Linked DNA regions of Mus musculus: region 1 is linked to region 2. Evidence: chromatin contacts called from public HiChIP or PLAC-seq data. All regions are on one chromosome and are shown on one strand. Each heading gives the region's core, a stretch centred on a gene start, on an enhancer-like site or on the middle of the called end of the contact. The rest is flanking DNA. Distances are from core to core; before and after follow the strand shown.

Evidence for each region. HiChIP or PLAC-seq counts read pairs in DNA pulled down with a chosen protein or histone mark.
Region 1: a contact with region 2 is called in an H3K4me3 HiChIP or PLAC-seq map of bone marrow-derived macrophages, with 4 times the contacts expected there. The contact joins the promoter of Larp1b here to the enhancer-like site in region 2. A contact is called at or near these places in 3 of 39 promoter capture datasets (the C10 cell line, hematopoietic stem and progenitor cells and stem cell-derived epiblast-like cells), 1 of 115 datasets of contacts at active chromatin or transcription factors (bone marrow-derived macrophages) and 1 of 9 other capture datasets (pancreatic islet).

Annotation. Positions count from the first base shown.
Region 1 is chr3:40,948,874-40,952,614 of GRCm38.p6, forward strand. Larp1b (La ribonucleoprotein domain family, member 1B) reads left to right here and starts at 1,777. Exons shown (of 10, transcript NM_001040399.2): 1 at 1,777-1,811.
Region 2 is chr3:40,499,289-40,502,935 of GRCm38.p6, forward strand. No RefSeq gene overlaps it. Among named protein-coding and RNA genes, the nearest start is that of Gm46800, 8.7 kb to the right of the region's middle. Within about 2 kb of position 1,338, at least 46 of the 459 cell types and tissues checked have an H3K27ac peak or open chromatin away from gene starts, as enhancers often do. A contact at or near this core is called in bone marrow-derived macrophages and hematopoietic stem and progenitor cells, where this site is marked.

The sequences.
Region 1 (3,741 bases), core at 527-3,026, 450 kb after region 2:
ACCTGGACTAGAATGGTAGGCTCACGGCCAGCCTCGAGATCGAGGTCAACTTGTGCTACAGGAGACTTAGTTTGATGAAAACATCAAAACCCACTGAAAAAAAATGAAAAATGAAAAAGGTGGCGAAATGTCTAGTGTTCGTTTTACTCAAGAGCACTAAAGAATCATTTCGTTGTCTGTAGGTTAGAATCAGGACCGACAAGTGCACTTCTTGTAATGTCGAGGCTGGGTCTTCACTTGAACTTGGCTCCGGATCAGGAGTGCCTATTGGAGCCCACATCGTTACTGGGAAACTTTTCCTGGGTCCTGAGGACCCGCCCTCGTGAAAAGCCTGAAGCGTTTCACCTTAGCGCAAATGGACTTTCTGGTCCTCCTGGTTCCTGAAGATTGTCCTCCTAGTCCCTGGGTCACAGACGTAAGATGCTCCCCAAGCGTAGCAGGTTCATCCTCGCGATCCGCTAGGGCGGGGCTCTCATCAAACCATGCCCGCCGCATTCGGGAAGACTCCACAGGCCGCGGTCGCCCGCAGCGTTTAGGGAATGCCCGCAAGTGGCCACGTCACTTTCCAGGGTGCCCGCCCCCTAACCTGCCTCGCCCTCTACCCGCCCCGCCCCTCACCCTGACTGGCCCTCGCCCTGGTCCTTGGGCACCTGGCCTACTGAACGCTGATTATCTTGGCTCTTGCCTACATCACGCCCCGCCCACTGGCACGCCTTTCCCCTTGCGCGCCCCGCCTCTTGGACGCCTCCGCCTCCGCACGCCCAGCCCATCGGCCCGCCTCAGCCTATAAACGCCCCGCCTACCTGGCCACCCCGCCCATTGGCCCTCCTCGCCCTCTGTACGCCCCGCCCAGTAGCCTTCCTCGCCCTCTGCACGCCCCGCCCCTGGCTGCCTCGCCCTCTGCATGCCCCGCCCTCAGGGACAGTTACCGGCTCAGGCCGCGCGCGCCTCCGCAGCTCGCCAGAGATCCTTCAGACTGGCTGGAGCGCCGCGTTGTCGCCCGCGCCCGCTGAGGGCTCGCGGCTCGGGCGCGCCCGGCGCGAGTGGCGAGCTCCGGCCGTGCGCTGCGACGAGGCCAGGCGGCGGGCGGTTAGCGCTCCGCTCGGCGGGCGGGGAGGACGGGCACGCCGGGCGCTGCACGCCTCGGCGGGCGGGTTCCGCGTCCCAGGACCGAAGCGGGTCGGTGCCCCCGTGTGGAGAGAGGGGCGGCCGGGCTCCCTGGACCCGGACGGCCCCCGGCTGGGCAGGAGGCTGGGGCCAGGGGCCGGCCATGTCCGCTCGCGCCCCGGTGCCCGCCGCTGCCACCCGGGAGGACCCGCCCGCCGTGGCCGGAGACCGGGACGCGCTGTTGGCAGCGACGAGCCGGCGGGCGGAGCAGCCGGCGCCCGGCGAGCGGGAGGGCAAGGAGGCGAGGGAGGAGCGGGCCGCGGCCGCCACCAGCGCGGGTGCGCGGGGAGAGCCGTCGCCGGCGCTCGTGCTGGGACACAGCGTGCCGCAAGCGGCCGTGCCCGTGAGGCCGCTGGCGCTGCACCTGGCGCACAAGGCGCGTGCGCCCGGGGGTCCCTTCGGCGGGGAGGCTCCGCCGCTGCCGCCGCCGCCTCCGCCGCCGCCACCACCACCGCCGCCGCTGCCGCCGCCAGCACCGCGGGACCCACCGGAGGACGCCCGCGAGGACCCAGCGGCAGCCGGCCCGGAGGACAAGCCGCCGCCGCCGCCGCCAAAGGGGAACCCGTGGACCAAGAAGCTGCCGCAGCACCTGTCCACCGTGGGCACCGGCGTGCCGTCGCCCGCTCAGGACTCCCCGGAGGCCGGTGAGTGCGGTCCGCGGGAGGTGTTTGGTTCCTAGGTGTCATTCACCGTGCCGATTTACATAAATGGACATCTAGGAGAGGGAGCGACAGGAAGAGGTGGGACCTCAGGTTCTCCTTGACGGGTAGGGGCACGACGTGGGTGACTGGGCAGCGGGGCTGTGCTGGGCTCGTGCCTTCACGTGTCGGCGTCCTAGACGCGGTGAATACCGTGGAAAAGTTTCCGGGAACTTGACACAGAGTAGAGGCGAGTCGGGACGAGCGGATTTGTAAGTGGAAGTCCGATTGGGCTGGCTCCTGAAGTGAGGTGGTGAAACGAAAGTCTCGAAAAGCTGCTAGGTAGATGTGGCTGTGAAGGCAGCTGGTATTAGGTGTTTTTGCGGTTGTGTGGTTGTGTTTCAGAATGCCTGACACAGGACAGTTGATTCAGAGTCCGGATCGCACAGCTGGTCCCACGGTAGCCTGCGCGTTAGCAATTGGGTTGTGCCTTTGCGTTCGAATGCTGACCCATGCAATATGGCCCTTGGGGCTTTATTTGGGTTGCAGCAACTGCAGTTAGAAAGTAAAATGAAGACTGGCTTGTATTTGGTGGCGTATGCCGATTGATGTAGAGGATTAGGCGTTCGAAGAGAAGTCAAAAAGAAAAAAGTTAGAATGGAAATGCTGAGTAAAACTCTCCTTTTTCTTTTTTTTTCTTTTTTTAATAAAACTGCACTAAAATAACTGAACTTTTCTGTGGGAATTGCGGCTGTTTTGTTGGCAAGTTTTCGCTGGTCTGGGGAGAGTTGGTGGAACAGCCGAAGTTTGAGCATGTTTATGGGGTTGTGAGGGTCAAATGCGGTGAAGGGATCCTGTACAATTGTGATTGTTTTATCTCTCCTGTAGGGGGAGATAAATGTTGAACCAATTTAGTTTCTTAGGTTTTGCACGCAGAACCAATTTAGTTTCTTAGGTTTTGCACGCAGAAATGCTCACTAACTTATTTGCTTTTGTTATTTTGCTTGCTTTTTGAAACACTATCTACTTGTGTAGCCCAGGGGGTTGTGGAATTCTTGATCCTCACGTCACTGTCTTCTTCAAGATACTGGGATTATAGACATTCTGCTCTCCTTATTAATTCTTACTAAATTTTGACACCTTAAGGAAAAACAAAACAAAAGCACTGAGTTTTGCTCTCCATCTTGTATTAGTACAATTCTGGCCTGCTGAAAAGAGCAGTTTACTACCATTGCTAAATAAGTGAAGAGAACATGGTATATCAAGTCTTCTTAAAATTTCGTAGAGAAACCTGTTGATCACTCTGTTACCCCTCCATATCTAGATTTACACAGAGTACTAGGCATTATAATATTTATTGAACTATGAAATATTAATCGAGTTTTTTGTGTGTTTGTTTTTGTTTTGTTTGTTTGTTTGTTTTGTTTGCTTTTCGGTTTTTGGAGACAGGGTTTCTCTTTACAGCCTTGGCTGTCCTGGAACTCACTTTGTAGACCAGGCTGTCCTCGAACTCAGAAATCCACCTGCCTCTGCCTCCCGGGTGCTGGGATTAAAGGCATGCGCCACCACCGCCTGGCTCCGAGTTTTTATAAACTCAGTTTTCTAGACTTTAAAACGTTTCAAAGTGAAACTGGAGATTCTTTTCCCCCCTCATGGGGATGAGCCTAGGGCTTTGTGCTTGCTGGGCAAGTGCTTTATCATCAAGCTGTATGTGCAGATTTTCTAGCCCCTCCCCCCAAGAATTTTATTGCAGATTACTTGGAAAAATATTTGACAGTTTAACCTACTTGTGCCTTGGATCTCCAGTCCTCCTTAGATTAAGGATACAGTGACTTACTGGGAGTGTGGCCCATACCTATAATTCCAACAAGGGGATTATGAGCTTGAAGCCAGCCTGGATTACACTCAAGACCAAGGTCTCAGAAAATCAGAAGCC
Region 2 (3,647 bases), core at 88-2,587:
AGATAACTTTTTTAAAATATAATATTTTTTTACTAATTATTTGGAAATTTTACATCGTGCACCCAGATCACCCTTATTTCCCAGTCCTTCCGGGTCTGTCTGCCGACTCTTGTGGCTTCCCTTGATTTAAAAAGAAAAAGTCCAATTTGTGCTGTCCATATAGTCACTGGAGCATGGCCAAACTCAGGATGGTCAGTCCTTTAAAGAAAAGTGTGTCTTCCCTCATCCACACTCCTACCAGTAGCTATCTATTGTGGAGAGATATATTTCAGCATTCTTGTCACAATTTTTTAGATCTCTCTTCAATGGCTTCTTGCCTAGGTTGTTACTTTTTGTGGGGTTGTCACAGAAGTGTCACTCTTTGTCAACTGTGAGTCCGCAGTTATCGATACCAATGCAGAAGGGGCTTCTGTGTCCTTTACAGCAGCAGGACTACAGATCATGAACTTCTTGGTATCTGGTGACAGCAGGGACTACGGGCGTCCCTCTGGCATCAGTGCGAGCCAGGGACCTCAGCATAGTCTCCAATGACAGTACAGGCCACAGACACCAACACAGTCCCCAGCAGCAGCCCAGCCCATGGAGAAAACGGCTTCAGGAGGTAATATTGAGTACACACATAGCATGGATTTCAGTGGTAACACAGGCCGCAGACATCAACACAGCCCCCAGCTGCAGAAGGACCCAGACATGGCCACTGGTAGCATCGTGGCCCACGGACACCAACATAGCTTCAAGGGGCTTGAGCACCACTTGGCAGGCTCTTACAGGCAGCTGCCCCACACCAAGATAAGTTTGTTGTTGTTGTTGTTGTTGTTGTTGTTGTTGTTTAATTTGGTGTGTGTGTGTGTGTGTGTGTGTGTGTGTGTGTGTGTGCAGATGCTCTTCAGGGACAGAAAGTGTGTGTGTTCATGTATGCGTGTGTATGTGCGTAAATGTTCTCCAGGGCCAGAAGGCAGTGCCGGAGCCTCTGTAACTGTAGTTAAGCAGCCCAACAAGGGCACAAGGAACTGAACTGGAGTCCTCTGTAAGGGCAGTAAGAGCTCTTGACAATTGAGTCATCTCTTCCACCGCTCAATACCAGTGTTTTACTCCGGACTTCCTCATCTCCCAGCAGCTGTTTCTTACTTGCTTTTATCAACTGACTGACGTAAACAATACAGGAAACCCCAGGATGCTGCCAGTCACCCAGAGAAACTGCAGCATGTGTTTTGGGGTTTGGGGGTTGCTTTTCTCTCTTCTCAGGATCACCAGGATTGGTACAGACTACTCATGTCTGTGGTGGTTTGAATCTGCTCGGCCAGGGGGAAGTGGCACTATTTGGAGGTGTGGCCTTGTTGGAGGAAGTGTGTCACTGTGTAGGCAGGCTCTGAGGACTCCTATTGCTCAACCTTCTCCCAGTGCGGAAGAGAGAGTCTCCTGGCAGCCTTCAGATCAGGATGTAGAACTCTCAGCTCCTTCTCTAGCACCATATCTGCCTGGACACTGCCATGCTTCAAGCCATGATGATAATGGACTGAACCTCTGAAACTGTAAGCCAACCCCAATTAAATGTTGTCCTTTGTAAAAGTTGCCTTGTAAGTTATGATTTAAAAAAAAAAAAAAAAGCATAAAATGTACCTTCTATGGCCCAGTATAGGGGAATGCCAGGGCCAGGAAGCAAAAGTGGGTGGGTTGGGGAGCAGGGAAAGGAGGGAGGGGATAGGGGATTTTCATAGGGGAAACTAGGAAATGTAAATAAAGAAAATATCTAATAAAAATTTTATAAAAAGAAAAAATGTCTATTTCATTGCCATAAAATATTTATATTGCCATGCTAGAATTAATTTTGGTTTTGTTTTTCTTTTATAAATAAAAGTAAATCATTTAGAAGCCTTATAAGCAGAAAGGGTAGTGAAAACAGAAGTAAAATAGTACCCTAAAATCCAGAAATGTTACTGAATAGATACAGCTTGAGGTCATCTGGCTCTCCACAGTCCTGGGTTTCATGAGAACATCTTCATGGTAGCACATCTTTGATCACGCTTCTCCCCTCAGCCTTTCATCTATGACCACACTCTTCCCTCCCTGTCTCGTTAGTCACCTTCATGCCTTCAAAGGACTCTCCTCATACTTTCATGATGTGTGTGTTTGTGTGTGTGTGTGTGATTTTATACACCACTCTAAAATCTAGGGCCCACAAACAAGAGAAAGCATTTGATATTTGTCTTTCATACTGTGAACTGAATTCTAACACCTGCCCAAAAAAGAAAAAAAAAAAGTGGGCCTATTTTACTAGATAGCTTTATATCAGCTTGACACAAACTACTGTCATCTGAGAGGACAGACTCTCAGTTGAAAGAATATTTCCATAAGAAGCGGACAAGGCTGTAGTGCATTCTGTTAATTAGTGATTGTTGGGGTAGGGGCAGCCCCTTGTGGGTGGTGCCACCCCTGCGCTGGCGGTCTTGGATTCTATAAGAAAGCAGGTTGAGCAAGACATGAGGAGCCAGTAAACAGTACCCCCTCTGTGGCCTCTGCATCAGGCTCTGCATCTGGGTTCCTGCCCTGCTTGAGTTCCTGCCTTGACATCTATCTTTCCATGATGACCAGTGAGGTGGTAGCACAGACCATCAACATCTGCATAGACTCACAGTTGAGAAAGAGAGGCATAGAAGGCTTTTGTGACAACCCCCACTCCCATACTAACCCCAAAAGTAACAGCTTGGTCAGGAAGTCATTGAAGAGAACTCTTTAAAATTGTGATAAGGATGCTGACGTGTACTTCATATCCTTATTCTTAAAAGCAATACTAGATGGCTTCTAGTGGGAGTGGGGGGCAGGAGGAAAGACTCCATTTTCTCTAAGAGGCTGGCTACCAGCAGTGTGACCATGCTCCAGTGACTGTACAGAAAACACAGACTGGGCTTGGTTTGCTGTTGTTGTTCTTGTTGTGTTGTTTGGCTTTGTTTTTTCCATTTTTTTTCCCCAGGGAGAGGCCACTTGGGTGGAGAAGCAGACCTGGGAAGGGTACTAAGGAGAGGGAGTGATCAGGGTGTACAATGTAAAGCCTCCAAATAATCAATAAACATGTTAAAAATAAAGGAAAGGGGGTGTTCACAGACACCAATGCCAGACACATGCCAGTCCAATAGAGACCATCCCTCAGTGAGGGTCTCCATTCCCAAGTGTGACAAGTGGATAACTTAAGTTAACTCTGGCAGTAGCTATGAGCATTACTGTATTCTTTCTCCTTTTTTTACTATGAAAGATTAAAAAAGTGATATCTTTTTAGGTGCTTGTTTCATTTTCTCTGATTAAAAATAAAGTGTTTTGCATATGTACTGCCATCCACACATCTCCATTTGTGGATAATGTTAGCTTTGGGGCCATTTTTCTATTGGTACGTTTATCTTTCTCTTAGGAATTCATGAGAAGAACTTTTAAATGAATAATATTTTTATTTTACTTTTGTTTGGAAATTCTCTTTTCCTTAGCAATCTTTCCCATTACAACTAGACCATAAAAACAAGACTTGGTGTTTTAGTAATGTCTATAAAGAAAACAAAAATTCAAATTCTTGAGTCTGAGCTCCAAAACAGTTACTTGATAGCCACAGTCCAGATGATAATCTCTGAAGTCATGAGACCACTGAATGAAAAAGTCAG